Linked DNA regions of Rattus norvegicus: region 2 is linked to region 1. The links are chromatin contacts, called in public Hi-C maps. All regions are on one chromosome and are shown on one strand. Each heading gives the region's core, a stretch centred on a gene start, on an enhancer-like site or on the middle of the called end of the contact. The rest is flanking DNA. Distances are from core to core; before and after follow the strand shown.

Region 1 (4,119 bases), core at 1,109-3,608:
ATGATTATTCAGACTTCCCTGTAGCTGTGTATGGACACACACCAGGAAGCGTGGGGAAGAAGGGTAAAAATATAAGCTACTCCAATATGCAATTATTTTGGAAACTGGCACACCAGTCAGTTTGCCACAGTTATACTCATAAAGATGGTGTCTGGATGCCATCAATGAAAAATATAGATGCAGTCTGTCCAGTGGAAAAATGAAAGCCTATTATTTGCACCTAAGAACACGCACACACAACGCACACACACACTCACACACAAACTGGTTAGCACTATGACTAAATATATGGGAAGAATCCAAGACACTCAAAATTTTAGATTCAAAGATAAGTTTTTCACTAACATGTTAATAATTGGAATGACCCAGGATTCAAACACATACTAATGTGTTTGTGTATTACTGAGATTAGGAATACTTCAAGTTATAAATATATACAAAGTATAAATACGGCATAACCAGAAGCATACTTCATTTCTTCGATAAAGAATAAAAATACATGCTACAAGTATCTGGCAATAGAGGACACCGATTTTGGCCATTCTAATTCCTCTCAAAAGCACATTTAATTAGTACTACCTTTTCTATGTAAAATACCTTTAAAGACTGCTGGAATTGCAGAGATTCTCAAACAGTGCTCTGGTATAATGAAATGGAACTAGAATCTGCATCTACATCCTACTGCACGCTTCCTTTCCTTCAGAGATATGGTTGGTCTACGTCCTAGGATTCAAAGGGTGATAAAACCTTCCTCGAACTAATCCTACACCATACTGACGATTAAAAGGGCTAGTATTAAAAAAAAAAAATTTTTTTTTACCACGTCTAGCTGAAAAAGAAACACCGTAAATGATTTTCTTAACCTCGCCGAAGCTAAGGCAACCAGTGAGTTGTGTAACCTCTTTGAGAATTCAAATTCAGAGTCAAACCTGCAAATACGTTGGTGCCGGGAATGAGAAAAACTAAAGATTTCCAAGAAAGAGAATAAGAAGGGACTTTCAGTGACAAGCACTTTACTTCAGAAAGGCAGGTTTTAGTACCCCACCTACTAATCCGATGCCAAGCACCGCGCGGCGCGGAAACCCTGCCGAATTTGAAAATAAATGTTGCAAAGGCTCCGGGGGACTGCAAACAGGGATGGAAACTGACAGCTCGGCCTCAGAGAGAAGCCTCAAGTAGGTCAAACTGTGGCAACCGCCTGCAATCCGGAGTCCACTTCAGTGGGCTCAGGGGAGTAGAGCGGCGCCTTTCAGTCCTAAAGGAGCGGGATATGGGCGCTGAGACCTACAGCCCGAGCCCCAGCGGTTCGCATGCTCTCACCTCTCTTGGGGGCCTTCATCAGAGGCACCCCTCCGCTCCTCTCGCCGTTTTCCTGCTTGTCCTTGTGCTTGAGATCGCCCGGAACGCAGGCGACGGGGTCACCATCGGAGCCGCGGTGGTGATGGTGCTTGTGCCTCTCCTTGTGGCCCTTATGCTTGGGCCCGGCCGCGCTCACCGTCAGGGGCGAGAAGGTGAAGAGGGCCGAGGTGCCTGGGGCCGGGAGCGGGGCAGCGACAGCGGGCCCGGCCGGTGCCAGCGACGGAGGCGGCGGCGGCGGCAGGAGCAGAGGTTCAACAGGGCCCGGGACGGTTGGGGCGGCATTCGTTGGAGGCAGCGGCCCGGGATGTTGGCGGCTACGACGCCGCCGATGAGGGGGAGCGAGAGGGGGGTCCTGGCTCGGCCGCCCCCGCTTCTCCTGAGAACCCCCGCTGCTCACCCGGCGCTGCCGCTTCACTCCCCGCGGCGAAACCCCAACATGGGGTTTCTCCTTCCCCTCTTTGTCCGGCTCCTCCTGCGCCGCCACCGCCCGTACTACGCGAACCGCTCCGACCTGCGCAGCCATTTCACCCACAAACACACATTTAAATGGCCCGACCGCCCCCCCGTCCGCGGTTCGCGCAAGCGCCGCCCGCGCATGGCCCGCTGGGCATTGGAGTCTCTCCCCCGCCCTCCACTGATCGGTCGTTCTCGTAGACCTGAACATGCCGGAAACGGCAGTTCCGGCACCTCTCCGCAGACCTCGCCAACCGAGCTTCTATTGTAAGGCACCCTGGGCGCGCAAAGCCTTGCGGGAGTTGTAGTTCCAGCGCCCTCTGGGTTTCCCCGCCCCCCCTCCCCCGCTCCCCCACCCCGCTCTCTGAGTGGAGGAGCGGAGGGGAGCGTGCGCCAAGGCACGCTTCGGGGTGCGACGCAACTGCCGCCCGCCGGCGAGTTGCCGCCAACCGCCCTAACGGCCCAAACAATGTTAATAGCTTTCAGAGTCTGGTGGTGTGTTCAGACGCTCCACTTCCAGTGTTCCTCCTTCATCTTACCCGGAGGTGGTTTCCATAGTGACTTTTCAATTTCGTATTTCTCCCATAGCCTTTGTGAGGTAAAAGAATCTTCAGCCTTTACTCTTGACAAACGAGGAGAAAAAGGATTTCGGAATATGTAAAACGACGATTCCGCTGTACAGTATTGTAAAGCTGCTATTCAGGGGGAGGGGGGAGGCATTTTTCTATAGCTTTGCGGAGGTAACAACTACAGGCTCAAGGCAGGTGCAAATATTGCCTTAGGAGTTCCCTGAGCAGCTCCGCCTTTCCAGAGTCACTTTCCAATGCTTGGAACCGTAGAATTCAGCATTTTTGTTGAACATATAGCTATTGTTAACAAAAATTTTAACTTTTTCAAGCCATAAATATAAATATGCAAATGTGAAAAGCGCTGCCAACCCGACACTGTTCGCCAGGAGATGGTGTCTATTCAGAAATCCATTTTGAGTTTCATTACTTAAGCTTTTTACCTAGAATTGCATTTAAGTCCTTGAGAAAAATATTTGGAAATAACTGGCTACAATGATGTACTAGGCATATAAAAGCCGCTATGGTTTAACACCACTAGTTCCCAGAGAAGTAACTTAGGCTGAGTGAACTTCTGCAATAAAAGTTATCGTTTAAAATAGAGAAGTTTTTAAACACCTACTGGGGATACGTTGTACTACAATAAACAAGTAGCAATACTGGTCAATATGCCCTAGCATTGGGTCTCCTAATAAAAAGTATTAAAGCACAAATAACACTGTTGCTAGGTTATATTTTTATAAGTAAAAATATTAAACTGATAGGGAAAGTAAAGTGAACCCTTTAAAATAATAAAGATCCATTAACTTATTTACTGTGCAAAACTAGATTTAAAATATAATTTAGGAGAATCCATATTCATACAAAAATACATTTTCAAATCATCAGTACCTTTAATGGTTGTGAATATAAATTGCACATGTTTATATATAGGGCCTTTTCTATGAAGAAAACTATCAAAAAAGAATTAAAATAATTTTAAGGTGCCAACAAAAAGTAACTGCTGTTGATTCTTATCTAGAATTGGTAAGTTGAATAACTGGTTAAGCATCTACACAGTTGAACATCCCGTTATAACAATACAAAAGTGATCACTGCCATTCTTTGTAAATCGTCTTAAAATCATCTTTCCTCCTTTTACACAACATTTGGGAAGATAGAGGAAATGCACTCCATTTACACAAAAATAACATCCAGGAGCAGTCATTTCCACAAGCAGTACTGCAAGCTGCAAGCACAGAGTAGGGTTGTTTTGTTTTTTAAATAAAACCTTCAGTCAGTCATGGTGGAGCACACCTGACTACCTGCGATCTGCAACTTGAAGTAGGAGGATCATTAGTTTGAGGTCAGCCTGGGGCTGCATAGCAAGACCTATTTTTTTAAGTTATTTTTAATATTAAGGCAATGCATAAATTTAGTTGAAGGGATGCGGGGATGACTCAGATGGTTAATTAAGTGCATTTCACTACTTTTGCAGAGGACCCTGGTTCAGTTCACATAGCAACTCACAACCTGTAATTCCAATTCAAGGGATTTGACTCCCTCTTCTGGCCTCGATGAGCTCTACACATAGGTGGTGTATATCCGTACATACAGGCAAAAACATTTGTATACGTAAAAATATTTTAAAGAGAATGTTAGTTAAGATTAAATTCTTACAAGCCTATTGAAATTAATGTTTATGCTGGGTTTGTGTGCTGGTTATCCCAGCCCTCCAAAGGCTCTGGCAGGAGGAAACATC
Region 2 (4,119 bases), core at 1,060-3,559, 520 kb before region 1:
CAGTTTTCTTCTGACAATAAAAATATTTTTATATTGATGGGTAGTAGCTGTCTGAATGCATACACCATATGCACATGCCTGGTGTCTATGAAGGTCAGAAGAGGATGCGGGATCCCCTAAAATTGGAGTTAGATGGTTACGAGCCACCATGTGGCTTCTTCTGCAAGAGCAGCGAGCGTCTTAACTGGTGAAGCATCTCTCCATCCTCACTTCCACAGTGGCAGGCTTACCAGCAGTGTACACGGAACATGCACGTGTACACTGCTGATTTCTCCACACCTGTGCCAGGATTGTCCTTTGTCTTTATGGTGAGAGCCATTCTGGCTTGCATTTCCCCCAGTAAGGATGCCGAACTTACTCAAATGCTCACTGCCTATCTGTATGCCTTCTCTGAGAATTGTCTGCCCGGTCCATTAGCTTATTTTCTGCTGGACGACTTGTTTCCCTGGTGTCTAACTTGTCCAGTTCTGTATATATATAAAGATGTGTAGCAGGTGAAGACTTCCTGTCCGTTCTCTAGGCACTGGCACTTGTTTTCTTTGCGGAACAGGAGCATCTTAATTTCCTGTAGTTCCAGTTGTCAGTTGTTGGCCCGATTTGCTGTGCAGTGCAGCACTGTTCAGAGAGTTTCCTCCATGCCTGTGTCTTGGAAGTGTTTTCCCCCAGCACTTTCAAAGTTTCAGGCCTGGCTCTAAGATTCACTTTGAGTTGATTTTTCGCAGGGTTAGAGATAGGGGTCTTAATCTTTCCTTTCCTTGTGGAAACCATTTTCTCAGCACCAGTGTTTAGAGGGTCTCTTTCCGTCGTAGGGTGACCTCTCTTTGATCCCCTTGATTGACAGACCCATTTTTGAGCAAGTACCACACTGTTTTTGTTACCATGACGTTGTAATAGGATTTGAGATGGGCTATTTCTGATACTGCCAGCATTTTCCTCTTTCTGACAAGGATTGCTTGAGATATCAGGGTCTTTTGTCCTTGTAGCTAAACTGCTGACCTACCAAAAGAGTAAGAACAAAACTCTGAAAACGAAATCTCTTTCTCTCTTCTCTCTCTCGCTTGCTCGCTTGCTCATTTTGTTTGCTTGGTTACTTGCTTCCTTACCAAAAAACCAAAACAACAAAGAAAGCAAAACTAAACCTTTCTCAGTTCGGGAGCCCGTCCCCTTTTCTTTATATTGGATATTCCCTATTTTCTGGGTCCCTTTAGCTTAGAATTTCTTCAGAATAAAATAACTTGGAGCTCATTTTAAGCAATCATCTTCGTATGTCCATCCAGCTACTTGTTAACAATTAGTCCAGGGTGTGTGTTCATGCCCGGGCCGGGCAGCTGATTCAAAAAGCTCTGCCGAACCCCGGCTCTCCTGAGAAGGGGCCGCCGCACAGCAAAACTCTACACAAGTTAGTGGAACCTGACTAACTTGCAGTAGGGGACGAAGAGGTTGGAGTCTGAGATGCAAGGTGAACTGCAGTTTTCTCCTTACGTGTGCTCTTCGGATCCAGATATTAGAATGTAAAGGCAGTTACAAGATCACTGTAATTCTAAGTCGTGGAGAAATCCTGTCTTTTTAAGAGGCCTCATCATTCAACCCTTGAATATCCCATCAGCAATAGCAAAAGAGCAGGCGAAAAAACCGTTGAGGTTCTTTCAAAAGGTGCTTTTTTGTTCCAAGGCATCTCTTTTTTTCCTATGTGGAGGCTAATTTTAAGAGTCTGCTACACAACGGTTTGAACGAGAACTGGCCTCCAGGTGGCGCTTCAGCACAGAGAAAGGAGGCAGAGGGCGCTACCCAGGCCACCATTGCTCAGGGATGCCCTTACATAAGGGGATTCACGGGAAATCCGGCTTCTTTGGTTGCACAATGGAGGAGAGGCCTGGCCTTTGTCATGGCTCAGACTCTAACTCAAAATCTTTCCGGGGCGGTGCAGGGCTCGAAAGTTCTAGGCCTCTGCCAGGATGAAGTCCAGGGCAGCTTGGCCTGAGGGAGAGGCCAGAGCTCCAGGCTTTGTCCTCGGAGGCTGGACTCCATGCTCTGGGCTCCCAGCCCAGGATGAGATCGCATCTTGGCCCTCAGAGGTCTCAAGACAATACGTTCTGATCCAAGGCTGTAGAGCCCTCTTCTTTGCTTCTCCCTCTCCTTCATCCCCTCCTCCTCTCTCCACACCCCATTCTCACCTTATGCTTTTTACAAATCAATTTCCCAGTGTGATCTCATTTGCAGCTCCTACTCCCAGGGTGGAGGGGCAGGTTGGGGCCATCCCTGTACTCTAAGCCTTGAGAAGGTCCCTTCCGGTGCCTGTCACCACTAGCAAATACTGAGCAGCTTGGGCAAACATTGAATTCAACTTGGTGGTTTGAGAGCTTGGCACTGAGGAGTGCTCGAAACTATTTCCAGCATGAAGAAATATTTACAGATGAGAAGCTGGTTGGAGGAACAGTGGGTTCGCAGACTGTTATTCTAGAGGTCAGGGCCTCAGATACTAGAACCACCCACAAGGCTGCACGAGGCACTAGTTACAGCAGTTGCAGTTAACTTCTGCAGGCAGACGAACAGCGTGCAGAAACCTGTTTTGGTGCCTGGCAGACACCATAAACCATCTCCAGGTTAGGCCCTGAAGTACCTGTCTATAAGGGGACATGTGACAATATGGACAAAACCGAATGAGTGGTGGTTGAGGTCTCGTTTTAAGCACGGGGTAGAGAGGGTCAATGACTCTACTTATCAAAAGCCTTCTGTCACACTGAGAATGCCCTGGAGTGGGAGTGTCCTTGTAGCTATTACCTATCCTGGTCTCATTGGATCACAGGCCCGCTCTTTCTTTGGGTTTTGTTTGAATGTGCACGTTTCAGGCTTTTTGGGACTTAGGCAGACTAACTGGGTTCCAGCCCCAGCTCTGTCTTTCACTTGCTGGCTGGTGTTGCAGGGGTCATTTTGCCTCTTTATGCCTGCTTCTCATCTGTTTGAGTGGTGATATGATAATAAGTATATTAACTAAAATTTCAGGAGCTAACACACAGAAAAATGTATGTGTGCATGTGTGTGTTCATGTTTGCGTGCACTCACACATGCTTTACCACTGAGTCCCCTGCCCCATGCCTCAGCTGTCTTTCCGTAGTTATCTGGTACTTGAGAACTGGTTCGACTCACCCAGGGGTGGGGTGGGGGCCTCATCAAAATTGTGTAAGATTTCCTCAGATCAGCTGCCAGACTCCCGCCTTTCTCCCATTCAGTTACAACGTTCTCGTGGTCTAAGTGGGAAAGGAAGCCACTAGAAACAGACTGGTTTTGTGTTGTTTTTCTGACAGAGGCACTGACATCTTCATCTTCAGCCTCTCCAGGGGTCCAGCTGGAGTTCAAAGGCTCTCTTCTCAGTACTCAGGCTCACTTGTTCAGTGCAAACTCACTGCAGACAGGAAGGAAGGGACCTTTCAGATGATCCCACTAATTAGTGCAGAATAGTTTATCTGGACAAGATCCTGTGGGATGCAAAGCTATCCCCTAAGTCTTCTGACCAAGCATGGAAATCACCAAGGAAATGTGATCAGCTTGAAAGAAAGGGGGTGGGTAGAGAGAAGAAACCATGGCTGCTTGCTATCAGCCAGAAGCATCGTTTCCGATGGCTTAGGGTTCCGTTGCTCAGGCCAGGTGGAAAACCTTGCCACTGCTCTGGGTCTCCAGTTGCCTGCCCAGGAGTCATGTTCTGTGGGGGAGTTCATTGTCTGCTTCATAGCCTCCTAGGTACTGTTCTTTATGGCTCAAGACCAGCCGGCTCGCTGGGCCTTCGTGTAGAGTGTAGGCCTGAATAGGAGAAAAGCACGGCTGGGGAGAGCAGTCTTCAGAATGCGCACCTCCCCCCACCCCCACCCCGTCCTGGCTTTTATAGCTCAAGTTGGTGGGGAACTTACTGTATAGCTGAAGATGACCTTGAACTGATCTTCCCGCCTTCACCTCCCAGTACAGAGATCCCAGCTGTGTACTCACCACTCTTGTTTTATGTGGTGCTGAGGACTGAACCCAGGATGTTGTGCGTGCTAGGCAAGCACTCTTACCAACTAAGCCACATTTTCAGACCTTCGGGGGTAGGCTCTTCTTCTTCTTCTTCTTCTTCTTCTTCTTCTT

The links. A called contact is a pair of places that touch in the nucleus more often than the background predicts.
Region 2: a contact with region 1 is called in a Hi-C map of liver, with 3 times the contacts expected there. The contact joins the enhancer-like site here to the promoter of Rsbn1 in region 1. A contact is called at or near these places in 5 of 12 Hi-C or Micro-C datasets (the Rat2 cell line, Schwann cells, frontal cortex and 2 more).

The regions. Positions count from the first base shown.
Region 1 is chr2:194,103,300-194,107,418 of GRCr8, reverse strand. It overlaps Rsbn1 (round spermatid basic protein 1), which reads right to left and starts at 2,358. Exons shown (of 7, transcript NM_001191710.1): 1 at 1,321-2,358. The coding sequence starts at 2,023.
Region 2 is chr2:194,622,556-194,626,674 of GRCr8, reverse strand. No RefSeq gene overlaps it. Among named protein-coding and RNA genes, the nearest start is that of Rplp0l1, 15 kb to the right of the region's middle. Within about 2 kb of position 2,309, at least 47 of the 93 cell types and tissues checked have an H3K27ac peak or open chromatin away from gene starts, as enhancers often do. A contact at or near this core is called in Schwann cells and liver, where this site is marked.